2 separate regions of the Sus scrofa genome follow, and region 1 is linked to region 2. A link is a contact called in public HiChIP or PLAC-seq data. All regions are on one chromosome and are shown on one strand. Each heading gives the region's core, a stretch centred on a gene start, on an enhancer-like site or on the middle of the called end of the contact. The rest is flanking DNA. Distances are from core to core; before and after follow the strand shown. Region 1 overlaps TIMMDC1 (complex I assembly factor TIMMDC1, mitochondrial). Region 2 holds the start of MAATS1 (cilia- and flagella-associated protein 91).

Evidence for each region. HiChIP or PLAC-seq counts read pairs in DNA pulled down with a chosen protein or histone mark.
Region 1: a contact with region 2 is called in an H3K27ac HiChIP or PLAC-seq map of alveolar macrophages. The contact joins the enhancer-like site here to the promoter of MAATS1 in region 2. A contact is called at or near these places in 3 of 5 promoter capture datasets (fetal liver, fetal skeletal muscle and liver), 28 of 47 Hi-C or Micro-C datasets (adipocytes, alveolar macrophages, blood and 15 more) and 2 of 2 datasets of contacts at active chromatin or transcription factors (alveolar macrophages and skeletal muscle).

Annotation. Positions count from the first base shown.
Region 1 is chr13:140,727,847-140,733,396 of Sscrofa11.1, forward strand. TIMMDC1 (complex I assembly factor TIMMDC1, mitochondrial) reads right to left here. Exons shown (of 8, transcript XM_021070323.1): 8 at 713-3,399. The coding sequence ends at 3,255. It also overlaps a transcript of CD80 not described here and the pseudogene LOC100525430. Among named protein-coding and RNA genes, the nearest start is that of TIMMDC1, 28 kb to the right of the region's middle. Within about 2 kb of position 2,210, at least 12 of the 83 cell types and tissues checked have an H3K27ac peak or open chromatin away from gene starts, as enhancers often do. A contact at or near this core is called in alveolar macrophages, fetal liver and retroperitoneal adipose tissue, where this site is marked.
Region 2 is chr13:140,565,236-140,570,104 of Sscrofa11.1, forward strand. MAATS1 (cilia- and flagella-associated protein 91) reads right to left here and starts at 1,741. Exons shown (of 18, transcript XM_003132654.4): 1 at 1,472-1,741. The coding sequence starts at 1,595.

The DNA.
Region 1 (5,550 bases), core at 960-3,459, 160 kb after region 2:
CTGTGCTATTAACTGGTATGTGTACACACACACACACAGAGTTAAAGTGCTTCTGGAAACAGTTTAGCCAGTATCAATCTTCTCTACCAGGTTCAGGAGGAAGTAGAGCTATCCAAAACTAATTTCCTCTGATATGTAATGCCAATGACTTATACACTCCAAAGCAATAGCTGGGTTGGAGAGGGTGGTTAGTGTGGGTTAAAGATGCACATTCTGGAGTTCCTGTTGTGGCTCAGTGGGTTAAGAACCCAAATAGTATTCACAAGGATGAGGGTTCAATCCCTGGCCTTGCTCAGTGGGTTAACATTCTATTGGTTCACATTGGACTGATAATTTCCTTAAATAGCTTTACTTTAATTGCATTTATAAAATATTTATGAGGATGTTCTCAGTTAAAATGAGATAGGTTTTACTGTGTGTATGTACTAAAGATTAAGCTGTCTTTAGAAGAAACTGCTTAAGGTAATGAAAAAGAGCTTCCACAAGGCTTCTTTAGATCCCTAAAGTGGCTTTTCCTCCTTGGTATTTTTGGATCATTCTGACATCAGCAGAGAATTGAAAAGAAAGAAGTGGCCAACTACTGTTCTTATGTTACTTAACTCATGACTCCTCTTTCTCTAAGTGAATCTTACTTAAGCTGGGGCAACTAGACATTCTCATTTGAAAATCTAGAGTTGGACAGCAAGAGTTGACCAAGTTTCTCAAATGTGGCTGGATTTAAAATGTTTAATTTTGACAGCTAAAAAGGGACCAGATTATGCTATATAGTCTAAAGAACAGAGGTATATGTTTAAATAGTTCCTCACAGAACAAAGTTACTGAAGAAAATATGGGTAGTAGACTGACAAAAGTGTAAGGTAAGGAAACAACCATAACAACAACAACAACAACAAACAGGAATTGCTGCCTTTAGTTAAGATTCATAATCCTCGGACATGATCAAAAGGAGACCTTAAGAAGTAATTAACCACAAAACAAGAGACAAACCCAAGAGACAGCTTATTTGTACTTTAAACAATAAATTATAGTAAATTATTACTTATTACATTTAATAAATGTATTAGTACTACTTTCAAAATTATTTTACTTCTATTATTTTGATATTTTTGTGATATGAATAAAATTATTTTAAAACCAACCATCTGATAATTTATAATTTCTAGTTTAAAGATTTAACCTGTATGGGGGTATGAATAAAATAAACCGACTAACTGCCAATTTGTTACAATTTATGAATGGGATGATTAAGAAAAACATGCTTTTTGGAGTGTGGCAAGAATATGTAAATCGTGGTGAAAATACATTGGTGCAGATGTTCTCATATCTCTCCCCCCTTTTTTTTCTTTTTAGGACTGCATCTGTAGCATATGCAAGTTCCCAGGCTAGGTGTTGAACTGGAGCTGCAGCTGCTGGCCTATGCCACAGCCACAGCGACACCAGATCCGAGCTATATCTGCAACCTACACAGCAGATCCTTAATCCACTGAGCAAGGCCAGGGATCAAACCCGCATCCTCATGGATACTAGTTGGATTTGTAACCACCAAGCCACAAAGGGAACTCCAGGTTCTCATACAATTTTAACTGCTAATATCTGCAATTAGATAATGTCCTGTGTGCCACAGCATTGTGTTATGCTCTACACATTTACTACCCATTCTGGGGTAGATACTGTTTCATTTGACAGAAAACTCCAGACTTAAAGTAAAATGGCTGTGCTGTAGGTCACATGGATGCAAAGACACAGGGCTAAGACTGCAAGCCAGTGCCCTGCCTCCAGAGCCCCCAGTTCTAGCCAACACTCTAGGCTGCTTCACAAATACTGATCATGTGAAAGACTTTTTTTTCTTTTGGCTGCACCTTCAACATGTGGAAGTTCCCAGGCCAGGGATCAAACCTGTGCGGATGTTGTGGCCTGTACTATAGCTGCGGCAATAACGGATCCCAAACCTGCTGCACCATATGGGAACCTCAAACGCTGCTCATGTGGGCAACAGCATTTTCACTAAGTTTAACCCCCAAACAAAGCACAAGCAGTTTTTACCCCTCAGTACACTTGACTCAGTCATCCCCCCCCACCCCCTCATTTAGTAAAAGTTACAATCTGCAGGGCAACTTCCTTTTCCTTCTCAGGCAGCAAGCTCCTGGAGTGCAGAGACTAAGTATCTATTAATCTGAGTAACTCTTGCATATACAGCAGAGATACTTTGTCAGCAATACTGAGAGAGGAAATAAGGTCTGGCCTAGCCACTTCCTTTTTTAAGTTTTATTTCAAATGGCATGGGAACCATCTTTGATTTTTACTGAAACAAAACCAGGAGTTGCCATTGTGACTCAACAGGTTAAGAGCCCAACATAGCGTCAGCGAGGATACAGGTTCAATCCCTGGCCCCAAGCTGCAGTGTAGGTCGAAGATATGGCTCAGACCTGGCATTGCTGTGGCTGACGCTGTGGCAGCAACTGTAGTTCCGATTTGACACCTAGCCTGGGAACTTCCATATGCTGCAGGTGAGGCCCTAAAAGAAAACAAAACAAAAAAACCAAGCACTACTACACGTCTGGCACTTACTGTTTCCAGGAACCCAGGGCTTCAGAGACCATTTGCCTTACCTAGTTCTTTTCTTTTTTTTTTTTTTTTTTTGGCTTTTTGGCTTTTTGCTATTTCTTTGGGCTGCTCCCGAGGCATATGGAGGTTCCCCGGCTAGGGGTCGAATCGGAGCTGTAGCCGCCAGCCTACGCCAGAGCCACAGCAACGCAGGATCCGAGCCGCGTCTGCAACCTACACCACAGCTCACGGCAACGCCGGATCCCTAACCCACTGAGCAAGGGCAGGGACCGAACCCGCAACCTCATGGTTCCTAGTCGGATTCGTTAACCTCTGCGCCACGACAGGAACTCCTTACCTAGTTCTTTTCTCCCCTCTTCCTAGTGATCCCTACAGTAACCTACAAATGTCAATTTTTAATCTGTAGAATTCAATTTTAATCTCTAGGGAAATTCTAAATTTACTGTTGTAGTATTGAGGGAAAAGAAATTTAAATTGATCAATCAATATAGATACACGTATGTGTTTAAATTTATGGATGAGTAAACTAAGAATAGCCCAATTCTTGCTTGTTTTTTTTAAAAGATAAGTCACTGCCACTACAGATGCCAGTGCTTACATTTGTCAGCAGCCCAACCAACCACCATTCAATGGACATGGTAACACATAGCTCCCTTCAACTCTCCAGTGAGTCCAGAGCATTTTCAATCCTAGTCTTGTTTATTTGTTGATGAAGGGTTTCTAGGAAGATTCAGCAGTGTTTCAATTTTCATAGCATCATCCTTGGATTGATTTTTCTGTAAACTGCTTTCAATTTCTTCAGGGAGGAGCTCAGTAAATTGTAGTCTGGCTTTCCTGTAATCAAAGAATAAGAATATATCAAATATTGTTCCTTTTTTTTGGTTCTTAGACTTTTTTTATTTTTTATTATTATTATTATTTTTTTTGGTCTTTTTGCTATTTCTTTGGGCCGCTCCTGCGGTATATGGAGGTTCCCAGGCTAGGGGTCGAATCAAAGCTGTAGCCACTGGCCTAGCCAGAGCCACAGCAACGCGGTATCCAAGCCGAGTCTGCAACCTACACCACAGCTCACGGCAACGCCGGATCGTTAACCCACTGAGCAAGGGCAGGGAGCGAACCCGCAACCTCATGGTTCCTAGTCAGATTCGTTAACCACTGTGCCACGACGGGAACTCCTCTTAGACTTTTTTTAAAAGATAGTATTGTGTCTTACTCTCCCTTACAACTCCTGAGCAAACACTGACCCTTGCATTTCAAATACAATGACTTTCTTCTCTCTCCTAACCTGTTCCACTTATAAGCCGAGTAGAATTCTCTCATTACCAAAACGGACATTGCTGGAGCAGAAGCTCTGATTCTTAAGATACGCCAGAATTTTTGCAGGGGTGGCACGCAGTTGCTGAAAACCCTGGGCTAAGATGTGAGCTTTGAAACTAGACTGTCCTCTTGCCCTCTGGACCCAGGAAGGATGTAAAACCCCCATCACTCTGTTAAACTCTGTTGACAGACCTTGTAGGACAGGGACGAAGGTTATATAACACTGGTAACCTCAGTACAGAAAAGTCAGATAAGACAACACTGAGATGTATATTTTCTAGGAGTTAAAATATAATTTCCAAGTAACAGATGAGTTCTTTTCCAAATCAAGTATGTGTCCTCCTTTAAGTGATTGTCAGGGTCACCTCTGACTTTCTCACACCTCTTTATAACCAGATTTTACCAATTCTTCTTGCACACTTCTATAGCCAGTGTGCTATTTTCTCCTAAGGCAATTTTTTAGATTCTCACTTTGATTTTTCTATACCGTAGTTATTTTCAAGCAAAGAAGCAGACATATAAAAGGTTATTAACTCTCCTCAGAAATACAATATATATGGGGTTCTGTCCACAGTGCCAGGAGCAACCAGCTTCTGGATGCTCCCCTGCCAGCTGCTGTGGGATGGGCTGTGTGCTTGGTACCTGGCTCCCACCCCCTGAAGCACCCTTGGGGGTTGGAGACAGAAGAGCTGGAGGGCGAGGAGGCTGCGGCCGCTGGGAGGATGGGGGCTAACCAATTAGTCGTGCTCAACGTGTAGACTCGTACTGGATGAATGAACACACCTCATCCATCGGAATTGGAGTTTTTCATTCAGAAATTGAAATATGTGGCAGAGAATTTGCTTATTCCCCTTTTCTGGAATATTTGAAATTCCCCCCAGGACATGCTTCTGAACTAGGAGAAGCATTTAAATTTAAATAAGCTGTTGTTTGGGGGAGCAATAACTTCCTAGAAGATGATATAGAAAAAATTGTAGAAGAATTGGGAAAAGAATACAAAGGCAATGACTATCATTTGATGCATAAAAATGCAATCATTTTTCTTCGGCTTTATCAGTGATTCTTTGTGGGAAAGAGATTCCTCGCTGGATCAATCCACTCGCCTACTTCAGCTCCTGCATACCCTTTCTCCAGAGATGCCTCCCAAAGGAGTGGCTCACTCCCGCAGTCCTGCAGTCTAGAGTCAGCAAGGAGCTCCAGGGAGAACTGGAGGAGGTAGAGGATACAGCAGCCTCCACCTCCATGGGTAGCACTGCAGCAGGCTCCAGGCCCGGGCACCACATCAAACTCTAAATGTCTCCAAAGTCACATGTTCAGAACTGTCCCTGGCAGTTGAATATCATTAGAGAAAAAGTCAGTGAATAAATGCCCTTTGGATATTTTATATGCAAAGATGGCTTTCCCCCAAATCCCAGTTTTTCAGCTCAGGATTATACTTGAAAAAAAAAAATCACTTGGTGCAGAATTCTGTATGAAGCTGCCCTCTGCTTTTTTTATCTACTTGTAAACCTGGATTTCCTTCTGTTTTATGTAAGCTCTGCTAATTTACGTTTACAGTATTTTGTATCACTGTTTACAAATCTTGCATGGACTTCCTGCCACCATGAAAGAAGAAAATCTTCATGTCTTCAAAAATGAGGTAGGTAGAGTTCCCGTTGTTGCGCAGTG
Region 2 (4,869 bases), core at 491-2,990:
CAAAAATGTATAGTAGAAGAGCTTCAGAACTCAGGGAACTTATGGTCCAGTAAAAGATCCAGAACCTAAATGAACAATCAGAGCATTAAAATAAACTGGGGCTGGAGTTCCCGTCGTGGCACAGTGGTTAACAAATCCGACTAGGAACCATGAGGTTGAGGATTCGATCCCTGCCCTTGCTCAGTGGGTTGACGATCCGGCGTTGCCGTGAGCTGTGGTGTAGGTTGCAGACGTGGCTCGGATCCCACGTTGCTGTGGCTCTGGCGTAGGCTGATGGCTACAGCTCGGATTAGACCCCTAGCCTGGGAACCTCCATATGCCGTGGGAGCGGCCCAAGAAATGGCAAGAAGACAAAAATAAATAAATAGATAAATAAACTGGGGCTTTACTGGCCCAAAGGACCTAGTGGACATAGTTTATAAACAATACTTTAATGGTTAAGAATAAGCTTGAAGAAAAGAGAAAGCTAAAAACAAAGATGAAATAAACTGGCCCTTCCTTACCTAGATGCCAAATTTGGAAGAGGCCAGAGAATGAGAACTGGAAGGGCATTTTATGCAGTTTGAATGTGGGAGTGTTGAGTCAGTCTCTGAAACCAAGCAGGATGCTATAGGGCTCCTTGATGGATACAAATCCTTTGTGTGCCCCCAACCCCCCCCTCCTTCTTGTTTGTAGGAAATAGGCTTCATATAGCCTCCTTGACCTTACCTGAGTTTCAAAGAGCAGATTCAAACAGTGGATAATGAGAAAGGAGGGGATGCAGAGACAAGTCAGGAGAAGTCAAGAAACACTACTGCAGCCTTGGGGCAAGATCCTGGTTCCTCCTCAAGAAATATACAGAACATTATCTTTGAGCTCTTCTGCAGAACTAAGGCCCCCACCCAGGTGATCCAGATGGCAATTTCAACACAAGATGGCTGAAGCATCCCTCTGTGACCTCAGGAAAAAAAGTCACATACCCTTCAGCCTTCACCCTAAATATTGCTATTGAAAACTTTTTCCCCAAAACCATCAGGGATTTCGGGGGGGTTTGAACCAAGCCACTCTTGCTTGGCCCTACAGTAAACCTTTTTCTTTTGGTTTGTTTGACCTCACTGTGAGTGGAGCACCCAAACTTTCTTCAGTAACATTTCCAAGTATGCAAATCATTGGGTACTGTATGGGATACCAAAACTCCAGTAACGGGTTTCAGAAAGATTGCTTTGGGCTGTGCAAATTATCAAGAAAAGCGGGTGAAGAAGAGTCAGGTGTTCCCTACCCCTGCTCCAAGACGCAGCTCACCTGAGTCTTCAGAGATGCCCTAGAGTGCACCACCCAGAGGGCTTGGAGCTGCCCATCCAAGACAAGACAAGGGATCTGTCCTGAGGCCAGTCTTTCCTCCGCTGAGCCTCCTGGCCAGGTCCCACCATCTTCAAAGCCCATCTGTCCCAGGAGTCTACAACTCAGGAGGGAGATCTGGAGCCGCCCTTACCATACAGGAAATCATACGTTCGACTAGCGGAGACGTTGCCCCAGGTCCCCGACTTCCCTCTGCACTGGGTTTGAGACATCTGAGGTTTGGCCTGGGGCTCGGTGATGGTCACAACATGACTCATGGTGCCGGCTCTGCCCTGCAGTCAGCCAGGACCAACTTGAGAGACCTAGCTGTTGTGTGGACAGTAGCTATGGTAACCCCCTGGAAGAGCGGAAACGAAGGGCGGAGCGAGGACAGCACGCAAGCGGAGAAGGGAAGAGCGGAACTAGCATGAGAGGGGAGGAGCCGAGTGACAAGGACGGGGCGGGACGAGGGTCAGGAAAGGCGGGCTGGATGAAGAACCTGGGCGGGGCTAGTGAAGGGAGGGGCGCGGGGCTGGCGACCGGGAGGAAGACGGGGGGATTGCAGGAAGGCGTGGGGCGTGGCGCAGGGGCGGGAGGACAGGAAGTGTGCAGAGGGAAGGAGCGGGAGGGGTGGAGAAAGGGGTTGGGAGGAAAGGACAGCACTCAGAAGGAAAAAGGGGAAAGTAGTAGGCCGGGGGAGGATCTGCTACACTGCCCGCTTCATTCCAGAGGCCAAGCCTTGAGTTTTCAGTTGTACATCCAGGATCAATGCGCGGGGCCCGCAGGCTGGGGAAAAGGCTACTGCTCAAATCCAGCAGTGATTTGCCGGTTTCACTCCGCGACCTCTTTCGGAAATCCCTGGGAAATCTCAGAAAAAAATAGTCGGGGGCTTTCCTTTCGGACATCCCCTTTCCGCGGGGCTTTTTCTGCTAGCTGAGAAAGCTCCTAAACGTTGGACTTTGACACTCTATGAACCCTTGCCCTGGGAATCAGGATTTGGGGTGGGGTGGGTAGTTAGTAACTGTTGATCTGCATTCTGCTACCCCTTTCTGAGCCCTGGGCACTAATTAAATCAGCCGAAGATGATGTGGTGTATTCCGCACTGACTTGCTTTTTAAAACTACTTATTATGGAAATGTCTGTTTTTGTTTTTGTTTCAGGGCCGCAACAGCGGCATATGGAGGTTCCCAGGCTAGGGGTCCAATCCGAGCTACAGCCACGCCTATGCCTATGCCACAGCCACGCAGGATCCAAGCAGGGTCTGCTATCTACACCACAGCTCACAGCAACACCTGATCCTCAACCCACTGAGAGAGGCCAGGGATCAAACAGCAACCTCATGGTTACTAGTCGGATTCGCTGCATCACAACAGGACTCTGGAAATGTCTTAACATAGGCAAGAGTGAATCCACTTTTAGTAATGAGCTGGCGCTAATCATCACGGAGTAAATAATTATCAAGAATTTGCCAGTCCAGTTTCACCTGTCTACTATCTCCTTTTGCTTGAGCATTTTCAAATCCCAGACATTATTTTACCCTTAATCTGCATCTCAAACTGATACAGATTTTTAACATAATTGCCATTATCAAATCTAACAAAATTAATAATTCCTTTATATTTAAAATTTAGTATATATTCAAATTTCCCTGATTGAGTCCAAGATTTTTTTTTCTGATCAAAAGATCTAAAAAATTCTTTACACTTTATTTTGGTATCTCAGGATTTTCATCTAGAACAGTGAATTTCTAATATCTTCAACAATTTCCTTCTTACCTGGGATTCTTCTATAAAAAGAACTTTCTGGGCATTCCCAGTTGTTGCTCAGCAGGTTAAGAACCTGACTAGTATGCACGAGGACATAGGTTCAATCCCGGGCGTGGCTCAGGGGGTTAAGGATCTGGCGTTGCCACAAGCTATAGTGTAGATTGCAGATGCAGCTCGGATCTGGCATTGCTTTGGCTGTGGTGTTGGCCCCAGCTGCAGCTCCAATTTGATCTCTGGCTCAGGAACTGCCATATGCCACAGGTGCGGCCATAAAAAGAAAAAAAATAAAATACCGTGTTATAACGACATGATAATGTTTTTCTGTCTTAGGGTATGACTACATTTCCCACTGTCTGTTCCTTCTTCCCAGAACACCCCTGCCCCTCATCTTATCCCTGCAGACTCACTCCTCATTTGAGGTTTCAGCTAAGATGTTCCTTCCTCAGAAAGACTTCCTCGCTCTATAGGATAAATTATGTAAAGAAGCCAAGAGCCAGCCAACAGCCAAAGCCAACAACCCTTTGATAAACACATTGGAAGACACTAACCAATAGAAGATGTTAAATATGATTATAGGTGATTATAGACATATGACCACATGGTTGCTTTACATAGACTGTAGTGGCCATCTTGCTGGAGTTGCTCACTCCTTCCCTTGCTGGCTTTAAGGAAGCAAATGAACTTGTTGGGGAACCCCAAGGTAAAGAACTACAGGTAACCTCAGAGATGAGGGTGACCTCTGATACACAGCAAGCAAGAAATGAAATCCTTCTGTCCCACAACTCCAGGAAACTGAATTCTGCCAACAACCTGAATGAAATTTAGAGGCATAGTTTTCTCCAGAAGGACCTCAGGTGAGACTGTGGTCTCAGCCCCAATTTTTTTTTTTTTTTTTAAGGGCCACACCTGTAGCACATGGACGTTCCCAGGCTAGGGGTTGGATCAGAGCTGCAGCTGCTGGCCTACACCACAGGTACAGCAACATTAGATCTGAGCTGCATCTGTGAATTATGCTGCAGCTTGAGGCAATGCTGGATCCTTAACCCACTGAGTGAGGCCAGGGATCGAATTCGCATCCTCATGGATACTAGTCAGATTCTTAACCCACTGAGCCATATCAGGAACTCCTCAGCCCAAATCTTGATTGTGGCTTGTAGGACCCTACTCAGAGGAGCCACTTAAGCCATCCCCAGATGCCTAAGTACAGAGAGATTAATAACATGTCTGTATTACTACTAGGTTTGTGGTAATACTGTTGCACAGAAATGACTAATATGTGATTTTTATGAAATTAGATTGTAGAGGAGTGCTAGTTAATAATACAAATCAAAGTTATACTATACAGGTTTGGGAGACAGTTGTCCATGGGTCTCTCATGTTTCTGCTTGTCTTGCAATTGGGGAACTGCCTGCCCTTTTCTTTGTATGGGAAACAATCTTGGACAATAGAAAGTGTCTGTTTCTGGAACAAGGAGCAGGTGTGCTTACAGCCATAGAAGTCAGAGATCCTGTCTCTCTTTGAGCAAAGGGCAGTCTTTTTACTGCCCATTATTTAAGATTTGGGTTTCCTAAGCTTGCTGTTCCTTTCCTGTGATGCAACCCAGTGTACATGCAGCTGCTACCCAGCCTTCTTCACATCACCCTGTGAAGTGATCCCTGAGCCTCAGTTCCTCAGCCCAAAAAATGCTGATACTTGGCCACTTCTGCTCTAAAGAATAAATGATCCTAAATCTCTGAACCAGCAGTTTGCTGAGTTCTAATGGCATTCATGGAACTGTGGCAGACAA